2 separate regions of the Zea mays genome follow, and region 1 is linked to region 2. The links are chromatin contacts, called in public Hi-C maps. All regions are on one chromosome and are shown on one strand. Each heading gives the region's core, a stretch centred on a gene start, on an enhancer-like site or on the middle of the called end of the contact. The rest is flanking DNA. Distances are from core to core; before and after follow the strand shown.

Evidence for each region. A called contact is a pair of places that touch in the nucleus more often than the background predicts.
Region 1: a contact with region 2 is called in a Hi-C map of ear, with 2.4 times the contacts expected there. The contact joins the promoter of LOC103643305 here to the promoter of LOC606443 in region 2. A contact is called at or near these places in 2 of 25 Hi-C or Micro-C datasets (ear and leaf).

The regions. Positions count from the first base shown.
Region 1 is chr1:221,184,849-221,188,760 of Zm-B73-REFERENCE-NAM-5.0, forward strand. LOC103643305 (Cation efflux family protein) reads left to right here and starts at 2,279. Exons shown (of 1, transcript XM_008666456.4): 1 at 2,279-3,912. The coding sequence starts at 2,348.
Region 2 is chr1:220,935,703-220,939,835 of Zm-B73-REFERENCE-NAM-5.0, forward strand. LOC606443 (betaine aldehyde dehydrogenase) reads right to left here and starts at 1,516. Exons shown (of 15, transcript NM_001112311.2): 1 at 1,312-1,516; 2 at 1,070-1,212; 3 at 415-495; 4 at 186-334. The coding sequence starts at 1,429.

The DNA.
Region 1 (3,912 bases), core at 1,029-3,528, 250 kb after region 2:
GTTATCCCTTTTTCGTTTTGGATTTTCATTCCAGAAATCAATAAAAACACTGTAAAAAGCAAGTGTCAGTTTAATTCATCTTAGAGGTTCTTAGGCCACCTAAATGAAACTATTCAGAGATTGAAAAGGTGTTGTAGCTATCTTGATGGATCCAAGAAAGCTTCAACATTATTTTCAGTCATATAACATTATTATGCCTTTGTCCTAGCCATTAAGGGACATCATAAGGAACATCGAAGCCATAAGATGAATTGGAAAATGGGTCACTAAGTTGAATGTCTTTGTTATAGATTTCATGCACTAATCATCCATTCAGTCGCAAGCATTGACGAACTTCATCATTGATTGGACACCAAGTCCGCAAGAGTCACCAAGTGTTGTTTATGAAGTCGTATGTACAGTTTTTTTGCAATGGCGCATGGGACTCCATTGGAGCAGGGGCTGCATTTGTCATTGTATCACCCTCGAAGTTGAGGACTTTGTATGTAGCCAAACTTGAATTCCAATGTATCAATAATATTGCAGAGTACGAAGCCATCCTCCTAGGTCAAAGCTAAAGGCCATGGGTGTCAAGTGGGCAATCCTCAAATCAGACTCCCAAGTGATTATTGGCCATGTCGACAAAAGCAGCAAGGCAAAAAATTTAGCATCGGAGAAGTATCTTGATACTGTCTGAAGAATGGAAGATTTTTTTGAAGGGTTTTCTGTAAAGAACATACAAAAGGCATACAATGAACATGTTGATATGCTTGCCAAGTCAGTAGCCCAGGCCCTAGGGGCTGCCCTACCACTCGAAGTTTTATGCGAAGTCTTGAAAGCACCCTTGGTGGATCTCCTAGAAAGGGATGTTTTGACGGTATATGCAACACACAATGAAGATTGGAGGTTACAACAACTTTTTTCACATCTACATCCCAACCAAAGAGACCTTTAACCATCTCAATATATCCTTGGTAGTGCTGGGAATTGGGTCGGGCTGAGCTAGCCCGGCTCAGGCCAATTGTGCTTCGAGCCAAACGGGCTCGGGCTAAGAAGGCCCCAAAAAACATTTTGGCCATGCCATGCCAGTCCAAAAGAGTAGAAATAGTAGGCCAACCTAGCCCTAAAGCACGACGTGCCTTCGTTGGGCCATACCGACCCAAGCACAACCCATATATTTGAACCATATAAAGTCCAAATATTGCAACCACATAAAGTCCATAGCTTGCTAAATTAAAGATATTAAGCAATGCAAGCATCATCTGACCACATAAAGTCTAAATATTACAACCACATAAAGTTCATAATTTACTAAATTAAAGAAATTAAATAATATGGGCTCCATTGGGTCGTGCCAGCCCAAGCCCAACCCATACGTGCGGGTCATGGCGGGAGCTTGACGGATATGGGCTCCATAGGCCTGGTCCAGAGTCCAGACCCTTCGAACCATGCTAGCCCGACTCATATTTTTTATGTTGGCCCGTGCTTTGGGCTCCTGTTTTTAAACTGTCTCATGCTGGCCTAAAAAGTAAGGCCCATATTCCGAGACTAAGACTATCTCTAGCAGCTTATCCATCCCCATCTTCATATTCAAACTTCACCCATAATATAGTTTATAGTGCAGAATAATGTAAAATAATGTTTTTGGATAAACTATGGATAGACTGTTGGGCTAATCCTTGGTAGAACTCTAAATTTCGAGCCTAACACATCGTCTAGCCAACCAAGCTGATCGACGAACCACGAGACGAGACTACCCGTTAGAGATGACAATTGGGCATCAATCCCCGATTCACCGCGGGGAATTTTTTCGTTAGCGGATAGAGATGAAGAAGTTTCTTTTCACATGGGGATCTAAACGGGAAAAAATTCTCCTCCGACGCGTAAACGAGAACGGGAAGCATTCCCCATCTCTATTCCTCGTGGGACCCGTTAAACTTACACGTGACAATGTTTTCATGTAATAGTTAATGATAAAATAAATAATTACCTTATCAAGATATCACTTATTTGTACAAATATGTTTATTTTGATGTATATATAATGATTTTTTTAAATCAGATAATGTCTATAAGTGCCAATGATTTACATTAATAACAAAGTAAGTACGTTTTAATTAAAGTTTAAACGAGGATAGAGATCTCCGACTAGATTTATCCTAGATTTATCTCCGCAGGGGAACGTCGATGGAAAAAAATGTCGCCCACGTACGTCCATGGGATTTCCGCTGTAAAATTTTTTTGTCGTAGGGGAGCTAAAAACGTAACGGGGAATTTCCCAAGCCCATCCTACTGCCGCAGTCCACGGCTCCACGCCTCTCCCCGTTCTACCGGCACCCGGCCCTCCGTTCCCCCATCCGCCGCCGCCCATGTCTAGCCGCCACACGCCGCACCTTCGGCTGGCCGTGCCGCCGCGGCTATCCGCGCACCACTCTTTCCGCTTCCCCTCCACGCCGCTCCCTACCCCGTCGAAAGCCCGCGGCCTCCCCTCCTCCTCCGCCTCGCCGTCCTCCCCCTACGCCGCCGCGCTCCTCCGTCTACTCGTGCTGCACGCGCTCTTCCTCCTCGCGCCCGCCGTGCGCGCTCTCCCCTCTCTGGCCCACGCGCTCGCGCTTTCCCCGCCCCTCGCGCTGCTCTCGGCCGCCGCCCTCCTCCTCCTCCACTTCGCCGCCGCGTCCCGGAAGACCCACCAGCCTCACCACCCGTTCCCGGGGTTCCCCGCTCTCCTCGGCCTGGCCCTCCTCCTTGCGCTCTCTATGCTCCTCCGGCTTGTGGCCCTCCGCATCCTCCCCTCCCCGGGCCTCCTCGTCCTAGCTGACTCCGCCGGCTCCCTGCTCGCCCGCGCCCTACGCCGCCCCTCCCGCCGCCGTGTCCTCTCCATAGCCGTCGCCGCCTTTTCCCTTGTGGGCATCTCCCCTTCTGTGATCCTCGCTATCCCCTTCACCTCTGGCTTCCTTTCCTCGGTCGAACAATCGGCCACGGCGCGGCATGCCACTCGCAGTCGGCGCGCCCGCGCGGCGGTATTTGCGCTCGCTGCCTTCCTCTGCATGCCGGCGCTTGTGGGTCTCTTCTTTTTCGGTGGCAGCAATGCGGGCGATGGTCCTCCTGATGGAGCAGTCCCGATCAGCCCGCTCTGGTGGCTGCTGCTTAACTCTGCCTTCTTTGGCATGGCTTTGGGGCGACGACAGGAGCATGGCAGCAGCGGTGGTAGGCCAAGTGTGGATTTTGCAATGACGTTCTTATGCACTCTTGTTCTGGAGCTGCTGTACTACCCAAAGCTGTCTCTACCGGGCTTCTTGATCTGTGGGTTCCTCTTGTGGATCGCCAGCAGGGAGCTGGCCCCTGCAGGATATGTGGAACTTGGAACTGAAGATGTCTCAGAATCAGTTTTTGAGGCAGTTATGGGGCCAGTTAGGCATATCTTGAGTGAGCGAAAGTCGAGGAAGATTGCTGTGTTTCTATTGATTAATACAGCCTATATGTTTGTGGAATTTGGCAGTGGGTTCATGAGTGATAGTCTTGGGCTGATCTCTGATGCTTGCCATATGTTGTTTGACTGTGCTGCACTGGCAATTGGTCTCTATGCATCCTACATCGCAAGATTGCCTGCAAATGGGATGTACAACTTTGGAAGGGGCAGGTTTGAGGTCCTGTCAGGGTATGTCAATGCAGTGTTCTTGGTTCTTGTTGGTGCACTGATTGTGTTGGAGTCATTTGAGAGGATTCTTGAGCCTAGGGAAATATCAACTAGTAGCCTTTTGGCAGTTTCAATAGGTGGACTTGTCGTAAACCTAATCGGATTGGTGTTCTTTCATGAAGAGCACCACCATGCTCATGGTGGTACATGTTCTCACTCCTGTTCACGTTCTCATTCATATCATGGCCATGAACATCAACAACACCATGGCCATGAAGATCACAAACATCATGATCA
Region 2 (4,133 bases), core at 266-2,765:
TGATGAGGAAAGTTGTCAAAAAATAGTTTAAGAAAATTGTGTGGTTAGAGAATATGCAGATTTTTTTGCTATAGAACTCTGAGGTCTTACAGGAAACGAAGCTGTACTACTGAATACAGGTCGCTTGCCTGTGAGCTTTGATCATAAATACGAATAACAGCAAGGTGAGGTAGGTATGAAAATACCAAGGAGTTATCAGCCCAACTACCCCAATAGGCTCTCTTCGGAGATGGCATTTAAAAGTTTCCATCGGAAGAGAAACTGGGGAATTTTGTCTTTTGTCCAAAGCTTCTGCCTGATCTGCGAAGTACTCAAAGCACCCAGCAACATCATCCTGATAAATGGAATACCAGACAGATTGTCATTGCAAACTGGAAAAAAAAATTGCACACTTCCATAAGGTGTGTCACATACCATGTCCCATGCAGCTTCATCATAAGGCTTCCCACAATCAAGTGCCTCTAGCTTAGCTAGCTCTTGTTTCCTCTCAATTACCTGAATAAGAAGACATTTTTACATGCAAAATGTGACATGTGTAAATATATTTCAACAAAACTTTGATGACCCAACCAAATGTTACAAGACTTTACAAATGGAAGTTTAAAGAGAAAGATCTTTTAAGGTGTTTTGAATTTGGAGTTGATACTAGAGGTCAAAACACCCTGTATTGGCAGAAAGCAATAGCTTGTTCACAACAAAAGCGGAACATAAGGACTTCTCCTGAATAGAAGGAACTTAATTTGTACTTTCTGTGCCTCTGTGCATGTAAAACAGTAACAGTGTTGAAGTGTAAGGAAAACGCATATAGCAAAGGTGCTGAGAAGTTCACTCCTAGCATCCCCAAGTACAGATCCAGTCACCAATCATACCCATCAAAGCACAAAAAATAGATGCCGCGACTGAGTTGTCTCACACTGAATTCACATCCGAATTATGGTAGTATTCCTAAGCGAGATGTACATTTATATTGGGGCGGAGGGAGTAGATACCAATGCTTGGAAGCAGAAGCACAGCACTGGAGTCGTTTTTGACCCAATTAAATTAGCTAGAGCAAAGAGGACCAGCGTACCTTGGCGGCGATGGCGCGGAGGTACTTGGCCCGAACGGCCCCCGGCGCGCGCGCCCAATCGCGGCCGCGGTTCCTCTTGAGCGCCGCGCGCGCCGCCGCCACCGCGGCGTCCACGTCCTCCGCCGTGCCCGCCGGGATCTCGCCTGCGCGTGCACGCGAGACCTAGCGCATCAGCGCCAGGCCAAGCAACAAGTATAATAGAAGAAAACAGGGATGATTGCGATCGGGGGGCGGTCACTCACCGATGTGAGCCTCAGTGGTAGGGTTGACGACGGGGAGGCGGCGGCCCTGCGCGGGCGGGCGCCACTCGCCGTCGACAAAGAGCTGCCGCAGCGGTACCATCGCTTGCGAGGCCATCATCGGTGAGGAGTGGAGTTTGGACTCTGGAGAGTGGAGATTGCGACTTGCGAGGGGAGTCGGTGAGTCGGCAACTCGGCAGTGGACTTCGTCGCTAGGGATCGGCAAGCTGCGGCCCTGTGTAGTGTAGGCTATACAGATAGAGATATAACTGGAACGCTTTATCGGCACGCTGTCCGCGACTCCATTCAGGCTTAACGGAAATACTACACAGATAAACCATGGTCAGGATAGTAAGAGTCTGTTTGGTTGGGCTGTGGCTGTGAAAAAAGTTGTTGTGGGCTGTGAGCTGTGGAAAAAGCTGCTGTAGGCTGTAAGCTGTTAAAAAGCTAAAAACCGTTTGGTGGAAACCACTAAAAGTCGTTAAAAATTCTTCGATATATGTTTTCACAGTTCCATCCGAAAAGCCACTAAAAGCAGGTTCAGAGGTGCTTTCAGATTTGCACTACGAGAAAGTCGGCTTTTAGAAAAAGCTGCTTCCTAGATCCAGCCCTTTGGTTGGCTTTTGGCTTTTGGGGGGGCAAAAGCCAAAGCCAAAAGTCAAACCAAACACACCCTAAGTCAGATGAGGACGGATTTATATTATAGTTGTAGTAAGATCCCAGCTGTGCTTGTTTTCATTTCGACCCATTTATTTATGGTCCCCAAAGTTCTATTCAAAATGTCTGTATTTTAAAATTCAATTCTGTTGAATTGTCCTAATAAACTCGGATGAACAAAAAAATGACAATGATCAAAGTTGTAGATCTCTATGAGGTTTACAACTTTATAATTAATCGATGACCTTTTTGCATCCCAAGCCATTTGCGGGTCCTAAATAAGACTAGCTGGAGCGCCGGCCATCAGCCATCCTCTCCTCTATCCATGTTGATGTTTAGTGTACTCTTAGGCCGCAGCGCTTAACGCTACTCTCTCCTCTGCCCCTTGCTGCACAAGCGCGCACGCCACATCAAGAGGATCACTGTGTCAGCCCCTTTGTATTGATTTTCGTGCTCGCTAGTATTGTTAGTTGAGAGAAAAATAGATAAATGATGATGAATAGGTATAGAAAATGATATTTTATATTGAAGTGGGGTATGGGGGGAATTTAGGGAAAACCGTTGCGGGAGAAAATAATGTAGAGGATGAAATGTTAACGATGTGACGCAAAAAAGTGATATAGGGGAGAAATTTAGAGGGAACCGCTGCGGATAGTCTAAGATTGAAATACTATTGAAATTAAAAAAATAATGATCTCGGATGAAGAGATGACAAATTAAAGTTGTAGATCTCTAGTATACAGCTTTATAGTCGACAGATTTTTCTTTTGAAATTTTTATTTAAAAAGATATATCTGAATTTCTCAATTTAGAATATAAAATTTTCTAATGACCTCAGGTGTAGAAATGACAAAAACTAAAGTTGTAGATATGGTAAAGAAATACAACATTATAGTTGACAACTTTTCAATTGAAATCAGTTATGTTTGAATTTCTCACCTTTGTAAACAGACATCGGATGGAACTAAAGCTGTTTTACGCGACTCTATCGGCATGCAAATTGGAAGCTTCCCTTTGGAAAGCTAGACTGTGCCGAAGAAGGACCAAGAATCGGTGATGCTTGGTGCTCCATTTTAATTAGTTTCCGCAATGTACAAATTAAATTGAACTTGTAACCATGCTGCTTGCAACATCCGGCTTTATAGAGCCAAAACTAATGATATTCAGGTGGTGCGGTTGATATTCAGGTGGCTTCATGCGCCTGGCTACTAAATATGATATTATGTAGCAAGCTACAAAGTATACTCTCTATATATAACAAGGCTTGGTTGGAGAGTATGATGATATTCTGTAGCTAGGTACATAGTATACTTTATTCTTAAATATTTGTCGTCCGCTAGTTTATTTTTGAATAAAAAGAATAGAGAGAGTATATAATAATATATAACAATGCACTTCAAATAAATTGCATGCGATATTTTGAAACATTTTCAGAGGTAGTCGGTCAACACCCTACGTAAAACTGTTAGGCTATCCGTACTCATATTACTCTACATCTATACTCTAAAAAAATATTTCATTATATGTAACAAGATTCTATATTATACAGTACAATTTCCTGCCATCATATTACTCTATCTCGAACTCAATACGAACTAACATATTTTTTTATTCAGCCATCTCTCTCCTTTCGTTCTGCGCGTGACGAGGTGGCTGCTGTCGCCTGTCATAGCCCAAGACAGGGCATAGCGTTGTTGCAGGTACAATGCTACTTCTAGCGTTCCAGCTTTCCTACGGCATAATAGCGTAGGTGATACTTAGGCTATCCGCACTCATGGAACCCTAAATTTCTACTCTAAAAGGAATATTTCATCCTAGTCAGCAAGATTCTCTACTCTATCCTATAATACTTCGCGTTCATATTCACCCTAAATATCTACCCTATACCAATTATCACATATTCTATTATTTTTCCCACACTTTTTTCCCTCCGTGGCGCATGTGGGAGGTGGGCCCATCCGCATGCAACTGCCCTTACCAGTGCGCTGGATTTGGAGTAGAGTTGAATGAGCGCTAGATTTGGAGTGAGAGAAAGAGTAGCGTTCGGTGCCGAGTACGTTGCTGCAGCACACGAGTAAACTCTATCTCCGTAGCGTTCGGCATTGAGTCCGCCAGTGCGGGCAGCCTTAGCGTATGCCACTGCAGCAGATCTGTGCCATACAATAACT